Linked DNA regions of Zea mays: region 1 is linked to region 2. The links are chromatin contacts, called in public Hi-C maps. All regions are on one chromosome and are shown on one strand. Each heading gives the region's core, a stretch centred on a gene start, on an enhancer-like site or on the middle of the called end of the contact. The rest is flanking DNA. Distances are from core to core; before and after follow the strand shown. Region 1 overlaps LOC103629877 (epidermal growth factor receptor substrate 15). Region 2 has its middle 11 kb from the start of LOC103625689.

The links. A called contact is a pair of places that touch in the nucleus more often than the background predicts.
Region 1: a Hi-C map of tassel shows a contact between it and region 2, with 2.3 times the contacts expected there. The contact joins two enhancer-like sites. A contact is called at or near these places in 2 of 25 Hi-C or Micro-C datasets (ear and tassel).

The regions. Positions count from the first base shown.
Region 1 is chr6:120,287,720-120,293,281 of Zm-B73-REFERENCE-NAM-5.0, forward strand. It overlaps LOC103629877 (epidermal growth factor receptor substrate 15), which reads right to left. Exons shown (of 13, transcript XM_008650981.4): 13 at 5,543-5,562. Among protein-coding and RNA genes, the nearest start is that of LOC103629877, 11 kb to the right of the region's middle. Within about 2 kb of position 2,627, at least 14 of the 20 cell types and tissues checked have an H3K27ac peak or open chromatin away from gene starts, as enhancers often do. A contact at or near this core is called in ear and tassel, where this site is marked.
Region 2 is chr6:119,872,568-119,877,765 of Zm-B73-REFERENCE-NAM-5.0, forward strand. No RefSeq gene overlaps it. Among protein-coding and RNA genes, the nearest start is that of LOC103625689, 11 kb to the right of the region's middle. Within about 2 kb of position 3,849, at least 19 of the 20 cell types and tissues checked have an H3K27ac peak or open chromatin away from gene starts, as enhancers often do. A contact at or near this core is called in ear and tassel, where this site is marked.

The DNA.
Region 1 (5,562 bases), core at 1,377-3,876, 410 kb after region 2:
GCCAGACCCCATTGAAAAACTTCGACTGACTTCAGTATTTCAAAGAATGGTAGATTTCTTTCTGCTGATCTGGATATGAATCTGTTTAATGAAGCTAGTCTTCCTGCCAGCCATTGGGCCCCCTTCTTTGTGTTTGGCGGCTCCATCCGAAGGATGGCTTCAATCTTGCTCGGGTTGGCTTCAATTCCCTTCGTTGATACCAAACAGCCAAGGAACTTGCCCTTCTTCACCCCAAAAACACACTTTTCTAGATTTAACTTCAGGTCAGCTTGCTTGAAATTGGCAAATGTCTCTTGCATCCGAAGGTAGCAATAGGTGCCACTGGGAGTTATGAAGCTAGTCTTCAGCTCGTCTTCCTTCTTCATCCAAATTTGATGATAGCCTGAGTAACAATCCAGTAGACTCATGAGCTCTGAAGAAGTTGCTGCATCTACTAGAGATTCTATTCTTGGCAATGGGAACTCGTCCTTTGGGCATGCCTTGTTGAGATCTGTGAAATCAATACACATTCTCCATTTACCATTGGCCTTCTTTACCATAATTGTGTTAGCTAGCCATTCTAGGTATTTCACCTCTCTGATGACATCGGCACTGAGAAGTCTCTTTACTTTGTTCCGAGCACCTTCAACTTTGTCTTCAGACATCTTCCGAAGCCTTTGTTTTCTTGGCCTAAAGGATGGATCCACATTGAGTGAATGTTCAATAACATCTCTGTTGACACCACAGAGATCATTGGCTGACCAAGCAAAGACATCTTTGTTGTTGAATAGAAATCTTAGCAAAGTCTTCTCTTGCTCATCAGATAATTGAGACCCCAGCAGTACCCTTTGTTCTGTTATGTCTTGACATAAAAGCATATGCTTCGGTTGATCCACTGAAGCAGTCTTCTCTCTTTTGTATTTATACTGCTGACAGGCTTTAGCTCCATCTATGTTATGGATTGCCTTTGAATCTGTCCAATTCCCTTCGACCCTTCTGGCAGCTTCTTGACTTCCATGGACAGCAATAGGCCCTTGTTCCGAAGGTATCTTCATGCATAAATATGCTGGATGAAGTATTGCTTCGAATGCATTAAGTGTCCCTCGATCAATGATTGCATTGTAGGGGTATTCCATGTCAACAATGTTAAAGATAACCTGTTCAGTCCTTGTGTTGTGGACATAGCCGAAGGTAACTGACATTGTGATTTTACCAAGTGCGACAATCTGCCTTCCTCCGAAGCCACAAAGAGGGTGTATAACATCATGAATCTTGTCTTCTGGCTCTTGCATCTGTCTGAAGTCCTTAGCAAATATGATATCGGTTGCACTGTCTGTGTCAACTAGAACATTATGGACCAGAAATCCCTTGATGACACAAGATATGATCATAGCATCATTGTGAGGGTAATCCTTAAGCTGAAGGTCCTCCTAGGAGAAGGTGATTGGGATGTGAGACCATTTGGACTTGATGAAGGGTCCGTGCACCCCAACATGTTTGTAAAGCCCAAAAAAATGTATAAGAGAAAAAATATATATTTATATGTTGATGTTTCAGAATTATAGAACCTTTGGAGATTAATTTATTTCCTTTTATTTTTGCATATTCGATTAATGAAAATAAATTAGTCAGATAACAAATAAATAAATACAGAAAAAATGCCTCTCATGCTGATATTCTTTGATTGCACGCCTAATTTAGTGGTCAAACGATACTTAAATTAAAATTGAAACATGGGAAAGAAATGATAAATACATAAAATAGGAAACAGAAAAAATAAAAAGAAGAAAAATGCAAGCCGTATGGGCCTAAACCCCCATGGTGCTGGCCCAAAACCATTCTTCCCCTTGCTGAAATCTGCCCACAAACTCCACCTGCGACGCACGATGTGGCCAGAATAGTGAGATTTGTTTATGATTTCTAGCCGGGATGATGTCACGCTGATGCTAGGAATGACATCACCTGCAGTATTGTTCCACTCGCTGACCGTGGGGGCCGGTTCCCAGTAGTTTTTTTCTTGCCAAAGCTCAAAACAGAATTGCGTCCTCGCCGTAGAATGCGATTGTGCGCCGATCGTGCCTGGGCTGTAACCGTCGTGCCCTACTTCTTAGCTACTCCGGCTGGGCGCCATCTGGTCGTCGCCTATAAATTGTCTCGCCTTCTCTCTCCTCTAGTCCCCTAACGCACCCTACTGCTGCCATTGCCAAATCGAGCTGGTCGTGAGAAATCGTGTTTGGGAGAGGGCGTTTGAGGCCAAACCAAGACAGAAGTCGTGGGGTCCTCTGGTGCTGTGTCTGGTGGCCACCGGCGTCAGTAGATCAGCGAAGGAAATTGCTCCATCCCCAAAGTCGTGCACCTCTGCGGGTCCCTAGAGTGTCGTGGTTGAGGACTACGACGACACGGATCCTGGTAACCTCCAGCCAGGCATTTCCCTTATTTTTTTCTTTTCTCCGCTTTGGATATTACCTTCCGAGAGAAAAAAAGTGAGCCAAGCTCCACATCGATGGCTGGTCTGGTGGCTGCTCCGTCGTAGCGGCCAACATGGCGTCTTCACTGTTGTCTGAGGAAGACGATGGGTGTGAGCCGTAGATCGGGGCGGGGCATGGCGTGTGCACGACGTTGGATTGAGGATCCAACGGCTCCGAAGGTAACAACCGTTTGGTGTCGGGATGATTTTAATCCGAGCCGCGAGATCTATATCCTACGGATGCTATTAGATGATATCCGTTCGGCTCTGGAATTTTACTAAAGAGACCCTGGTCTTTTTAATAACCAACCCACAGTCCTCTGCGGGATAGTTCTGAGTCTTAGGAATTTTATACAGCAGCCCCTGAACTCTTCGGAAATTGATGCGCAGTTAAAACCGACAAAAATCATTTAGAAAATGAATTTTTAATATAAAAACAATTCCTAGAACTTGTTTAATTCATAGAAAATTCATATTAAGTCCAAATTGATCCATTCCAGTTTCTAAAATTTTGTAATATTATTGTCTATCACTTAGAGCCTCTCTTTTGTCATGAAAACAGTAAGAAAAATAATCTCTCATTTAATCCTATTTTAAGCACATAAAACTTGGAAAATTCATATCTTAAAATCTATAACTCCAAAAATTATGATTCCTATTCCTAGGATTTTATTTTAATATGTAGATTATTACTGTGTATTTTGTTTACGTGTTTGGTGTGATGTTAATTTTCTCTGTATACTATGCTTGTTTGTGTTGTGGCGAGTAGAGGAGCCTGTGACTGAGGATCCTGGTGAGCAGCAGATAGAAGTAGTTGAGCAGGAGCTCATTGAAGGCAAGTTGTTCCCTTGACCACTTTTTACCCAATAATGTTCTTTAATATCATTTATCCATGCATAGTTTAATTTTGATGGGACCCAATAGGTCGCCCTAGATTGTTTATCTCATTACCTTGTTTACCCCTGAATCACTTGGGTAGTTTGCTATTGCTTTACATGGTTTTGGGATAATCACTTATTATATCTATGTTCCAATTCTTTTGTTATTTTATTTATGTTCATGTCAAGATCATTAATGTTAATTGGAACATAGAGCTTAACTTGAGAAACACGTGCCACCACAAGGGAGGAATGGGACCCCTTGGCTGACTAATTAGGAAAGCTAGTGGAAGACTACCTTACTTGAAAGGGGCAAGGGCAGTAGGGGAGTTGCATGCAAGGAGGTTCTCGATTTGATTTAGCTGCGATGGCGGTCAGACGGGGGATTCTTGCAAGTGCTCTTCCCATAAACTGTAGCGGGTTTTCGGAAGCTAGTAGAACTTTGTAAAGGTCTCGTAATGTTGCCCTGCCTCGCCTCCTAGGTAGAGGTGTATGGGAGTCGCGATCCCTTGGCAGATGGGTAACATGACTTGTGGGTAAAAGGTACAACCTCTGCAGAGTGTAAAACTATACTAACCGAGCTCACAGTCATGAGCAGCTCAGGACTCTCTGATGATTAAATTATGGAACTTAAATTCAATTTATCATTGGCATTGCATGGTTTATTATTAATTTTGTTCTATTACTTTATTTAAGGTTTGGTATTCACTTACACTTAGTAACTGCTAATAAAATTTTGACCAACTACTTAAAAGCAATGCTCAGCTTTAACCCCTGTCATTGATTAGTCTTACACATCACATGAACTCCCACCTTTATGAGTTTATGTCCACTGGTTCCCCACAACTTGTTGAGCTATGATCATGTGTGAGCTTACCTTTGCTATCTCACACCCCCTCCTCATAGGAGAAGAGCAGGTGATTCAGGAGGAGCCACAAGGCGAGAAGTTTGATCTGATCTAGGTGGCGTTTCTCGGTTGACATTGGCGCCAACGACGATCCTTAGTTCAATTTATATTTATTATTTTATTTTGTAATAAGACTTCCGCTATGTAATAAATACTCTGATTATTATGACATTTATCTCTATACACTCTGTTATTATATATGTTGTCTTCTTAGCGCATGTATGAGATGCACCTGGCTTTGTTCCTTAAAGCGGGTGTGACAATGTTGCACCCTTCTCTGCGTTTCTTTCTTCTGTTTCTTGCTAGCCGGCTCTGAACTTGAACCGCCTATTATCGGGAGCACCAGCTTCGTAGCCGAAGGTGCTACGACTTGGTTGTTGAACGAAGCCATCAGCTCAAAAGTGGAAGTGAGTTCACCGGAGGTAGACGCCAATGTTAGGGACTTGTTCTCCAATGCTATGAATTAAGAATAAGGCAACACAAGATGTTAAAGGTTAATACCCTTCGTCCTTCGAAGTATTATCTCCCTTAGGATATAATGATCTTCAGACAAAGGTCGTGAAGGATGTACCTTCATCGTCACAGTATATGTTAATGAAAGAAGCATATGAAATATAAGAGACAACATGAATAATCATGACATTATTAATATATTTTTATTATATTACAATGGATAAATAGAAATAATATTGAATTACATTTGTACCTTCGGCTTGATAAAGAGCAAAAGTCCAAGCGTGACGCAAGAGTGAGTACCAGTCAGCGTGAACAGTACGGGAGTACTGTTCACCTATTTATAGGCACGGGACGCAGCCCGGTCAAAATTACATTTATGACCTTGATAACTAGTTACAATTAACACAAATTATCATGGACTGATCGGTCTTTTCTTTTTTAAGTCGGTGCAGCCCTTCATCTCAAGCTATCATTATGCCGAAGCTCCTCAGACAGCAGCTTCGTGTATACCTTCGCACCGTGCTTGATTATACACTGATCTTTCGAAGACAGCAGCTTCGTGTATACCTTCACATTGTGCTTGATTATACGCTGATCTTTCGAAGGTATTTCTTTTTAAAGAACCTTCGACGACGAAGCAGAGCAGCAGACCCCCAACAGAACCCATACCCCAAAATATAGCACATATAAGAATCGAACCTGAACCAAAAAACCCAAATAGACCGACAATTCGGTCTATTCGAGTTTAGTTCGGGTTCAAGTTTCAGCCTTAGAATGACCACCCCTATGGAGGGCAACCCTCACGGTTTGTTAAAACAACGAACAAACTGATCCCTAGCTTCTCGCTGAACCGACTTAATTGCTCACAATATCCT
Region 2 (5,198 bases), core at 2,599-5,098:
AGAGCACAACACCATACAAGTTCCATAATGTCATACAAATTATAGTGGCATAGAACAAAAGACCACACAAGTTCACGACACATCTTGTTCTCTTCTTGGATGAATTACATTGGCCATGTCACAAAGGGATAATAGGCTTGTTCAACCAAGCAAATTACATTGATACACATCTCAGATACGCTCGTTCATATGTGATGGACGACGATCATTGATCTCATCTGAGTCTAGAGACACGTCTTCATCCGAAACCCACTGCTCATTACAGTCTCCATCAACATCACCATCGGATTGGAAATCATCATACAAGCCAAGGGCTTCATAATCCTCAAGAAGAGGTTGCAGACCAATAAGAACTTGCTCTAGATTTGTGCTCAGTAACAGCACTCATGGCATTAACCAGGGTATTTTTGTGCACGTACTCTAGATACTCAGGCACATGGTTGCGGATACTCAACCTCTTTAACTCATCGGCACAGACTTGCATCTGTCTAATGGTGTCTAAAAGACCAGAACAAACTCGATTTAATCTCTGCGTCTACAACAAAAAACGAAGAATGAGATTCACTGACACATCAGTTAGTGACTATCGCAAACAGTATTGTTAATCCAAATCTATAATGTTACTGACACTAAAACGTACCGAATCATATGTGACGACGCAGACGTAATCTGCTAGTGCCATAAACAATGTTGTCTGTGTCGAGCGAGGCATCCACGGTGGTTGTGCCCCTACTCTCATCCATCGCACTAGCCCCGTTTGCAGCTTCTGCAGCAACACTCTCCAAGCTTCCGTAGCAGGCCGATTCTATCCAGGAAGGGGTGTTCGTGTAGGATACTTACTGTGTCGGACGACCTCCTGTCTAAAAAAAGCAACATAGTACTGTCAATAAAAATTTTGACAACACCTCCCCAGTATGAGGAGGTTTTTAACACCTGCAAACAAACAACAACAATAGAAGAACAACACGATGGCTGACATACACATTCCATGTACATATACACATTCCATGCCGGTGGAGACGACCAATGGGGTGCGCTCAGCAGGCGCTCGGGAAACGTGGGCGGAGTGTGAGTCCGGCGGTGGTATCGGGGACGGCGGAAGCATGGGTGGCGGCGGCGGAGTAGAGAGGAATCGACAACGTCGAGGAAAGAGTGTGAAATAGAAGAAAGACTGCGCGCACCCATATACCAGAGTCCAGAGCTCGGCGTCAAGATCCGTGGCGCTGAGCTCTGTGCCACGTGGACTGCCACGTCAGTGGGTCATCGCCAGCGTGGAACGTACCTCGACGCTATAGTCTATGACATCGAGACGCGTTATCTCGGAGCCACGAGTTATGACGCCGAACAATAAATTGAAAATCGGCATTAAGTCGGTCGAGAAGTCTAAACATGATATTTTTTTTAAAAAAAAGACTAAAATAGGCACATCCGTACGCCCCGCCGTGCCCGGACAAGCAGGCTGCAGATATTCGTTTTTCCCGGGTACATCGCTGTACATACATGTCTGGCCGCGCAAATCCACATCCACCGATCTGGCACGAGATGGCTTGGAACAAAACTGTTTTCTTGAGCCAAAGCCAGGTTTCCAACTGAGTTTGCCGTCCAGTTCGTCGCTTTGGACCGAGCTGTCATGTTTACAGTGCTGTGCACTTAAGGCGGAGTGGAGCACGACCATATAATTCTAGATCCAGCAAGAAATAGTTTCGCTTCTTCTTAAAAAAAGTTCTAAACCTTTTAGCTTTGATAAATCTTGATTCACGAAAACAGTGAATATATGTATTAGAGTACTCCCTTTGGTGGAGCCCCGTAAAAGTCTCTGGGGCTGTTTGGTGCGTGGCCTAGGCCCTAAGCCGCTACGGCGCCATAGTTTTGCCGCGGCACGCCGTCGCGCCGGACGCGCCGCACCAAACTAGCCTTCTTTCATATATCCTTCTGGAGACTCAAGTACAGTACTCTCTCCTTTCTTCTTTTTTATTTGCCACGTTTTATTTAAAAAATAGACTATGTACGACAAATACAAAAGAACGGAGGTAGTAGTATTTAGGAGATTAAATATAGTAGTATTTCTACAAATAAGTATAAGACAGAAATACGTTTTTTTGGTTAATAACAAGATATAGAAATATTCAGGAAACCCATACAACCATAAAGGTTGTGTGCAACCATGTCCTCCAAATTTGATCTCCAAAAGAAGTATTCTCAGTTCTCTACAACCCACCCACGCTAAAAGATTTTATCGACTATATTTTGGTCATCTCCGGCAGCGCCCTCTATATATCTCATTCTCTGTATTCTTCCTAACCATATTAAATAAAATTCGATTTTACCAACATTTTTTCATAATGGCATAGAGAACGAAGGTAGAGGGATCTTGCACAGGTGAAACTGTTGAGTTCTCCACTCAACGGTTAAAAAATGAACGACAAATATTCGAGAGGTAGTATTTAATAGATTATAAAACTGCTGAACATTCCAAATGCATCGGTGAAACTGCACTACGGTCTACGGTTAAATTCTAGATTCGTTTATTTTTAAAAAAGAGGTTACTATATATATCGTCGCAATCGAAAGGGTCACTTCCTGACGCTGGCTGGCTGGGACGACTTGTACCGTCAGTCACTCTCGCATCACGGCACTTGGACTTGGGCACGCACAGCACGCACCAAAGGCATCTTGCATTCATTCGCACGCGAGGCAGCCCAGCCCAGCCATGGCCGCGTTGCATTGCATTGCGTTGTGCAAATGTTGCTTGCATGCATGCAGTCATGCAGATGCAGCACAGCACAGCACGCACCTCCGGTCTCCGGATGGGGTGGGTGGATGGCCTGATCTTCTCGCAGCTGTCCATCCATTTGCACTCCAGTTCGTCGCCTTGGTACTTGCAGTGCATGGCACTGTCAGGGAGGGAATGCATGCATGAGCAGGGAACCAGGGACAGGTCAACTCACCCGGCCCAGCCATGCTTTGCCTGCGCTTCTCGCAGATTCGCAGCAGGACAGGAGAGGGAGGAGCAGCTAGCCCAGCTCTCGACTGACCGGTTCCTCGAGATGCAGCGTGTCCGGATGCTGCTGTTTGCCCGCCCGTACGTCGCATCACGTACGAAAACTGTCTGAGCTCGTGCAAAAAAAAGGGGGCACACAACAATACCGGAGCTTCCGAGCTTGTAGCTAGCGACGCACTGGTACAGTGGACCGAACTGTTGTGGCGTGCGTCTGGCACCGCACCATCCATCGATGTCGAGTGGTATGGCGCTGGGGTGACGGCCTGCATGCGCTGATGGATCGAGCCGGGCAAGGCAGGCGCATTTGCTCCGCGGCCATGCGGCCGTGCCGGCCCTCGCCGCGCGCGCTTCCCCCCGTCGCGTCCCTAATGTGCCGCGGCACGGGCGGGGCGGCTCCGGCTCGGAACCGAACCACAGGGGTGGGTGTGGGTCTCGCACTCGCACTGTACTGCACACATGCGAGGTGCACCAGTGCGGCATGCCACCACGTCCACCACCACCACCAAGGAAGTAGCAGCTCCGTGCCAGCCGATCGAGACCTGCAGTGATGCACGCACAGGGGCCGTCGAGCCTCACGTGCCACAGGTCCGTTCCGGGCACGTTTTTTTTTCCCAGCAAGCAGTACATTTTTACAGGTAGCTGCAAACTGTAGCGCCGCATCGGCGGTGGTTGTGGTAGTAGTAACTAACGTGTAGCAGGCCAGGCTATAGCAGCAACAAACCCCGTAGAAAGACGTGCCGTGCCGCCGTCTCCTGTACCTGTAGCCCTGTTTGTCAACGTCTCCCCCGTCCCGCCGCAGCGAGAGCGAGAGCGAGAGGGGGCGACAAGACGTCGGGCGGGCGCCAAAAGCCCGGTGGAGCCCGCGGGTCCCGCGCGTCGGTGGGCGGGCACACGCAAAGCACTGCGCTGCGCATCCGTCCCTCACCCGTCGCTCTCGCATCTTTTTTTGGCCCGTCCCCTCCCCGTCGGCAAAAAAAAAAAGAAAAGAAAGACACGAGAGCCCAGCCGAGCCGACGGCCGTACGCTCTCGCCAGCCACGGATCCGATCCGATAGCTCGCGCGGCGCGGGCGACACGGTGACTTGGAGCGGCCTGTGTCGCTCGCGCTCGCACCGACGCCGTGCGCACCTGCTCGGGCCCGCCCGCCGGTTCTCGAGCGGCGACACAGCAGAAGCCGTACTGACGTCGGCCATGAAGCTCGAAATCGTACCTGGATCCTAAATAAAGCATCGGAAGTTGTTAGCATAAACTGAACAACATGTCACGCTGGCGAGTGCCAAATGATCAGCGCGTACGAACAAAGCCGATCGCGGTTACGCAGGAAGGGACGCGAAACTAGCACTGTGAATTCCAATGGCACGACAGCACCTGTCGTCCACACTCCACTCCACATTCCCCGCTAGTAACCTCATCGGGGGACTCCCTGATCCACCGCCGGCCTTCTGCGGTTCTGCCACCCATCCAGAAAGCGCCGCATCATTGCTGCCGCGGATACGCTGCCATCGATTGCCTGTCCTTTTTTTTCTCTCCCATCAGAAGCCACCAAGCCGTCGCTGTTTCGGCTGGCACCTGGCTGGCAATGCTGGCCGGCGCCGTGTGCGTACTCTCGCTCTCGTCATCGTCTTCTCATGTAAAGGGTGCGGTACTGCGGTGGCCGACTGGCCGGTGTCCTCCTCCCGGTAGGCACGGCCACGGCCACGGCCTGTACCATTGCAGCTCCGGGAGAAGCCGCCAACGTCGCTCTTTGTCATGATCAATTGATCACCGTCTTTTCTCGTGGCTGATCATCGCCATTTTCCATCCACAATCCGAACGCAAGGAGATCGGTGCTAAAAAAGCGCTAGGCAAAAGTTTTGTGGTAAAGAAAACCTGCACATGATATATATATCGGCCCATTTTTTTTAACATGCCAGGTCGCTGCGCCGTGACCGTGAAGAGCCTGAGAGACGAACAAGCATGCAAAGCAGCAAACTGGGCCTGAGAATTGAAGGCTTAAAGGCTGCATTGTTGTTTCTTCCTCGACGCAAACGCCCCACGAGACGGAGAAGAGGCCGTCGACTGCTATCGAGCTATCAGAAGGCAGGGGCCGGCCGACGCGTTCAGCCGTCAGGCTCAGGCTTGGCCAAAAATCCCTGTCATGGCAGAAACGCATAAACAGTCAGATCTCCGTCCCCAAAAGAGTGCCCATCACACACAAA